Regions from separate parts of the Mus musculus genome. Here region 2 is linked to region 1. A link is a contact called in public HiChIP or PLAC-seq data. All regions are on one chromosome and are shown on one strand. The core of a region is the stretch at or near the end of the contact, and the rest is flanking DNA. Distances in the headings are between cores, read along the strand shown.

Evidence for each region. HiChIP or PLAC-seq counts read pairs in DNA pulled down with a chosen protein or histone mark.
Region 2: a contact with region 1 is called in an H3K4me3 HiChIP or PLAC-seq map of bone marrow-derived macrophages, with 5 times the contacts expected there. The contact joins two enhancer-like sites. A contact is called at or near these places in 4 of 115 datasets of contacts at active chromatin or transcription factors (bone marrow-derived macrophages, effector CD8 T cells, embryonic stem cells and 1 more).

The regions. Positions count from the first base shown.
Region 1 is chr4:133,705,836-133,709,293 of GRCm38.p6, reverse strand. All of the region lies in intron 4 of Arid1a (AT rich interactive domain 1A (SWI-like)), which reads left to right. Among named protein-coding and RNA genes, the nearest start is that of Mir7227, 9.5 kb to the left of the region's middle. Within about 2 kb of position 2,178, at least 203 of the 459 cell types and tissues checked have an H3K27ac peak or open chromatin away from gene starts, as enhancers often do. A contact at or near this core is called in bone marrow-derived macrophages, effector CD8 T cells and microglia, where this site is marked.
Region 2 is chr4:133,909,475-133,912,781 of GRCm38.p6, reverse strand. No RefSeq gene overlaps it. Among named protein-coding and RNA genes, the nearest start is that of Rps6ka1, 23 kb to the right of the region's middle. Within about 2 kb of position 1,706, at least 347 of the 459 cell types and tissues checked have an H3K27ac peak or open chromatin away from gene starts, as enhancers often do. A contact at or near this core is called in bone marrow-derived macrophages, effector CD8 T cells and microglia, where this site is marked.

The DNA of each region.
Region 1 (3,458 bases), core at 929-3,428:
TCCCCTTTCCCCTCTTTTCCCTCTCCCTCTCTTCCCTCTTTTCCCTCTTTTCCCCCTTTTCCCCCTTTTCCCTTCCCTTCCTTTTGAGATGATAATATAATTACATAATTTCCCCTTTTCCCTCCAAACCTTCCAATGTATAACCCTTCTATGATCTATTTCAGAAGCAAGTCTTCTTTTTCTTTAATTGTTGTTACATGTGTAACTGTATATGAATTGAATACAAAGAAAAAGGAACATGACTGGTCCTAGTATGGTGGAGAAGAAAGTTTATTATAGATATGTAGGAGAGCATAGCAAGAGGCAGGGACCTGTGAAAAGAGTCCAGGGTGGACATGATCATATGAGCTGGGGAGTGAAAAGACCAGGGAACTAGATGCAGCACCCAGGAGGCCCAAAGTTAACAAAGAGCTGGCAACTAGAATCATTGTATTATACAGTGACGAGCAGACCAGACCCTTGGGTCGGAGAATTCAGGGTAGGGGACTGGGTATGCCAGCCAGGGGTGCCTTGTAACTGGTAGGGAGAACCTGGCTGCCAGATCCACTTTGATCTGTTAAGTAGTAGGCACCTCATCCAGTTGACCCAAGGCTTGAAACGTTGGATGGATGATAGATAGATAAATGGGTTGATTCTAAATCAATTCAACCTACTCAGTTTGTGTAATGCTTGTGTGGTTTTGTTTGTTTTATTATAGACAGTTTTTCTGTGTAGACCTGGAACTCAATCAGTATATCTGGGAGGCAGAGAACTCACAGAGATTTTCTGCCTCTGCTTCCCAGAGTGCTGGGATTAAAGGTGTGTGCCTGTGTATGTTTTCTAGACATTTTTTTAATTTGCATTTTTGTGTATTTTATGTATGAGTGCTCTGTTTACATGTATGCCTGCATGCCAAAACAGGCCATCAGATTCCATTGTAGACGGTGGTGGACTGCCGTGTGGTTGCTGGGAATTGCACTCAGGCCCTCTGGAAGAGCAGTCAGTGTTCTTGAGCCACCTCTCCAGCCCCATAAGTTTGTTTTCAGAGGTGAGATTGGGCATTGGGGTCACGGATTGCTGTGTTCTTTAATGGAGAAGGCTATTTTTCTTCCTGTTCCTCAGTTGCCAGTAGTTCTTTGTCTTGGGTTACCCTTCCATGCCTGTTGGTGTTATCCTTGTCTGGTCTTATTTAGGCAGTCATGTCTAATAAGTTAGAAGCCCTGACTAGAAATACCAGGCTGGGAGCTTTAAAGCGAGATACCAATACTCGCTGCTTGTGAGATTACATCACCTGTTTTGTGGATACTTTTGAGACCCTGGCTCCTCAGGCTTCAGCCCCTAGCATTCCTCTGCCGTCTTAAACTCCCTCATAATTCCTAGGTCGGTCCCCCCAAGCCCCCAACCCCACACGTTATATTTCTTTTGCTTAAGACACATTCATTTCTCTGTCTATCTCTGTTGCTTTGTTAAATAACTGACAGTGGTCTGGAACTCTGTGACCTGGCTATCCTGAACACCCACCTGCCTGCTCAGTTTATAGGAATGTGGCTATGTGGTTAGCTTTGTTTTTAATGACCAAGCAGGTTTCTGTTGTGGCTTCAAGCCTAAGCTGAAAGGTCTTGGTAGGGACTTCATTCTCTCTCACTTTTGGTGTTGGCATAACACCATGCTTGGTATGTCTGCTTGAGTCCCTCACATTCTCTGCTTACATGTGTATTCACTAAAATAAAAGCATGAAATGACTCCTGCATTGACCTCAGCCAACTTTTGTGCTCTTTTTGGAGGAGGAACACATGGTGGGAATGCTTAGGACTGGGGCAACTTGAGGGGTTTGAACGATGCTGCTTTCATTTCCTTTTGTTCTTTTCACAGTAAAGGAGCCATCAGTCCTTGTCTAGGATTTGCTGGTTTATTTTCTAAGGGTGACAAATACTGGTAGCATTTTGGTAAACAAAGGGATTTTAAAAAGTCTGGCCACACTTAGAATTGAACCAGAGTGTTCTGTGTCCTGGCTCCCCATCAATCTGCCGTGTCTGTGAGACTGCTCTGAGCAGAGTGTACCATGTCCGTGTAGCATCATTTCCAGAACACTTGCGCTCTGGCAGAGCCGGCTGGTCCACTTCTCCGTTCCAGTCACACTGCTCTAGCTCCGACACTGCCGGTGCCTTCCGGAGCCTGTGCTGCACATAGCTGCATGCTTGTCCCTGGGCCCATTTCCTGTTTCTATTCTAGTCTCTGGTGGCTCAGCTACACTTCCTGCCTGTGTGTGTGTCTCACAGATTCTTCTTTCTGGACCCTCTTGTTTTCTTTAGAATAACCTCAGCCTGAGAAACAGCTGAACTTTAATATGATGGCTCCTGAGTTGGTCATACCTAAGAGGACTGATGAGAAGTGACCCCTTTCCCCAGTGAAGCTCACCACATGATGACTGTGACTTGTTTTTCAGTTTGTCCCCAGCCTGCTAGAGGAAACTATAGACCAGAAATTTGGAAAGGAATAAATGGAGCCCTCTTCCCCTCACCGTTAGGCATGCTGGGCTGTTAGGACCTCTGTTGCTTGTTCTTCTGCAGCCGTTGCTTACACACAAGTTTCCTGCCTCGGAGGAAGACAAGTAGTGTACTCCTAGTGCAAACCTCCCTAAAGTACAGAGTTAAAATGAAGGTTAGGCAGGTAGAGCATGCTGTCTTCTGAATAGCCTGTAGAGCACACAGGGATGGAAAGCACTCCTGCTTACGTGAACAGTTCAAGTCTTTTTGTTTCTGAGACATTATCTCTATGTAGCCTTGGCTGACCAGGAACTCCTTATGTAGAAAGGTTGGCCTGAAATTCAAATAGATCCATCCAGCTGCCTTGGCCTGGTACTGCTAATATTGTGGGGACTAAAGGCCTGTACCACCACACTAGTCCAGGTCTTATGCACCTCCCCATACACATACACAAACTCCTCACATATACATAACAACACCCCACATTAGAAATGGAGAGAGTGTGTAGGGAGGTGGTAAAAAGGGAAGAAATGAAGGAGGCCATCTAGACAGACATATTTAAAGGACTTCCCTCCTCCTCCCAAGTAAAACATTTGTTTAGGAGTGTATGCTTTGTGATTTAGTCTGTATTTCCTACATAGCTACTCGGCTGGGTCACCTGATGCTACTGAAGCCGATTGTTGAGGGATGAACCCTGTGTCTGGGTCTGGCTGTAGAGAAAGAAGAGTTGAGTAATGATTGATGACTTTGAGTTCCTTAGGAAAGGTTGAAGGGTGAGACCCACTTGTACACAGAAACAGTCAGTGTGACCCAGAAGTGCTATCAGACTGGCCCTGGGGTCCTGTCTCCCTCCAGATCTATGACCCAGAAATCATTTAGGTAGAATCAGAAAGCAGCAGTGGCAGCCAGGCAAAATGACACACACCTTCAATGCCAGGGCTTGGGAGGCAGGCAGGTCTCCGATTTGAGATTATTAGCCTGTTCCTCAGAGTG
Region 2 (3,307 bases), core at 457-2,956, 200 kb before region 1:
GGAATTAAAGTCATAAAATTTGGATAATTTTTGAGACATGTTAAAGCTGCCTTTTAACTCCTTTTGTAGCCTAGACTAGCCACAAACCCAAGAGTGTCATGCCTCTGCCATGTAAGAGCTGGGATTACAGGCATACACTATCACATTGGGCTCCTGCATCTTTATGTGTGCAATTCTCTCTCTTGTTTAGAATGGTCTTTTTAAAGATTTACTTATTTATCTTATGTGTATGAGTACACTATAGGTGTCTTCAGACATACCAGAACAGGGCATCAGGTCCTGTTACAGATAGTTGTGAGCCACCATGTGGTTGCTGGGATTTGAACTTAGGACCTCTGGAAGAGCAGTCAGTGCTCTTAACCACTGAACCATCTCTCTAGCCCTAGAATGTTCTTTCTAAATGATCCACACATCCTTCAGCATTCACCCCTCAGCACACTGGCATAGGGATTAAAAGCCAACAAAGGCCACACCTCCCTATAAGCCTATTTCTTTCAAACCACCACAAATCCCAATAGAAAGCAATGTGTGTCTGCTAAGAACAACCTGATCCTGCACGTGGCAGTTCTGGAAAACTCCACCCGTGGAAATTCGTGGAAGTCCCCTGGGTAGCAGGAAACAGGATGATGCTATTGTTTATTAAAAGAAAGAACTGGATATAAGCTGGAATGCAGGTCAGTTGATAGTGTTATCTAGCATGCATGAAGCCCTGGGTTTGATCCCTTGCACTGACTCAAACTGGGCATGGTGGCACACACCGTGCAAAACACTTGGGTGGAGGAATAGAAACAGAATAATCAGAAGTTGAAGATCAGCTATGCCTGCAAGGCCAACCTGGGCTAAATAGGAGCTTGTCTGCAACAACAACAACTACAACGAACTTAGCCTACCATTGTATTTGACTTTGCTGTACCAAGGACTGAAAACAGAGTTTCACACACACTGGGTAAGTGCTCTACCACTGAGCTACATCCGCAGTATAACTTTGGACAAGTTATTTCTCTGAATCTAAACTTCCTTCTTACATAAGAGTGTCTACTCCTTAATTTGGTAAGGAACGCAGTTACCATGTATACAAAGGTACTCTGTAAGAACCCAGCTTAATCAGCCTCATTAAATTTTATCAACTTAATTTTTTTGTTCCATTTATTTTTATCGGGATTGGAGATGCAGCTACATGCAAATGAGGGTCAGACAACAATTTTCTGGAGTCTTATTTTTCTCCTTCTACATCTGCATGGACTCTGGGGATCAAACTCAGGGCCTAAGATTTGCACAGCAAACGCTTTATTCACTGATCCATCTCGCTGGTCCAAATATTACCCACTTTCAGGAACTGGGAATAAGAATACTTTTATTATCACTGATCTTTGATTTCACTAGGTAAGCAGGCTTTTAGGAAAGGTTGCTTTGTTGTTCAAGGCCTTGCTGCTTTAGGGAGGGATCAATTCTCATCTATTTAGATTACTGACTGAGGACACAGCAAGGAGGCTGGGTAACCGTACTCCAGTGCTCTCTCTGTCCAGAGTAAGATTCACAGTAGCTAGAGGAAATCACTGGTCAGCCGTCGCCATGACAACATCAGACCGTCCTCCGGTCCATCAACGGAAGGGGGCGGTGTCTGGAGAGTAGATCGCCTAGGTGGCCACGCGTGCCTGGGTCGCATGCAGCCCAGAGGAGTCCTCGGGTGCCAGGCAGGCACTGCTTCCTCTGTCCGCACGGGGGCGACGCAGAGCTGAGCTCCGCGCGTGCGTGGGAGCCAGTGACCGCACTGGGTCCTCTGGGCCCGAAACTGGAAGCTCCCACAGGCTCCCCTCCAAGCGTCTGATCTGACGTCGTCCACGACACACGACAGCCTCTCCCAGGACCGCCCAGCTCATGTACGGCTCTGACCCGACCATCACAGCCCTCACCGAGGCCGACACCAGACCCAAGCTTCCCAGGGACCAGCTTTGGCTATCGCCAGTCCCAGGAGGCCCAGGGAGCACGCGCACGCACGTGTGTGGGCGGGGCTTCAGGTTGGAACGCCCCCTCAGGGGCGGGGTCATAATCTGGGGAGCGCGCGGGGTGATGGGAGCAGTAGCCACGCGGAAGCCAAGCGAGCACGGGGCTGATTTACAGGGCACCACGTGGCTTGGTGGGTTTGGGTGCTCGATGCTGGCCCTAGGGTATCTCGGAAATGGGCTCCAGTCGTGCCATGTGTCGGAACGCGGCTTGGGGGAGGACATACAGGACAGTCCTGGGGCCCAGTCTGGGACTAGATCTAGGTCCTTGGTTTATAGAGTTAGTCGGAGGTCCTTGGTGTGTCATCCACGCTTTAACATTCCAGCCATTGCCCAGGCTTGTCACTTGGCGGCACCCTCCCGCCACTCACAGCAGGATATGCCCTTCTCAGAACCCAGCCAAACAGAGAGGCTCATGAGCGCTTCATCTTCAGTTTCAACAAGATTAGGTTGCCAGGCATGGTGGCTCATGCCTGTCATTCCTGGGGCGGGAAGGTCTTGGAGCCCAGCCCTGGCTACATAGTGAGTTCCTGGCTTTTTGAATACAAAGTGAGACCCTGTGTTAAAGAACTAAAACAAACAAAACCGAACAAGCATCCAAAACCTAAAACAAGCAAGCTAGACAGATAGAGGTGAGTTCTCCCGAGTCCGTTTGTGACTCCAGCAGTTTCCCTTACAGGGAGGGCTGGGGGACAGCCTCAGCAACTTAACACTGAATGCTATTGTTAACTGAAGTGCACCAGGGATAGGAGGGAGATGCATTTTCTTTCTGTTTTCTGGGGTTCAGCATAGACTGGACGTACCAATAAACCCTGCCTGCTCGCTCGTTCTCTCTCTCTCTCTCTCTCTCTCTCTCTCTCTCTCTCTCTCTCTCTCTCTCTCTCTCTCTCTCCCTCCCTCCCTTCCTCCCCCCCCCTTTTAATATGAGGCCCTGGCACAGCGAAAGTTAAAACATTTAAAATGTAATTCTAATTCATAAATCTTTTTAAAAATTAACCTTACAAAAACCAATTTAAGCCGGCCATAGTGACACAGGACTTTAATCTCAGGACTTGGGAGGCAGAGGCAAGCAGATCTCTGAGGTTGAAGCCAGCCTGGTCTACAGAGCACTCAGAGAAATCATGCCTTAAAAAAAAAAAAAGTGAGGCTATGCCAGTGCCTGGCAAATACAGAAGTGGATGCTCACAGTCATCTATAGGATGGAACACAGGGCCCCCAATGGAGGAGCTAGAGAAAGTACCCAAGGAGCTGAAGGGGTCTGCAACCCTATAGGTAGAACAACAATATGAACTAACCAGTACCCC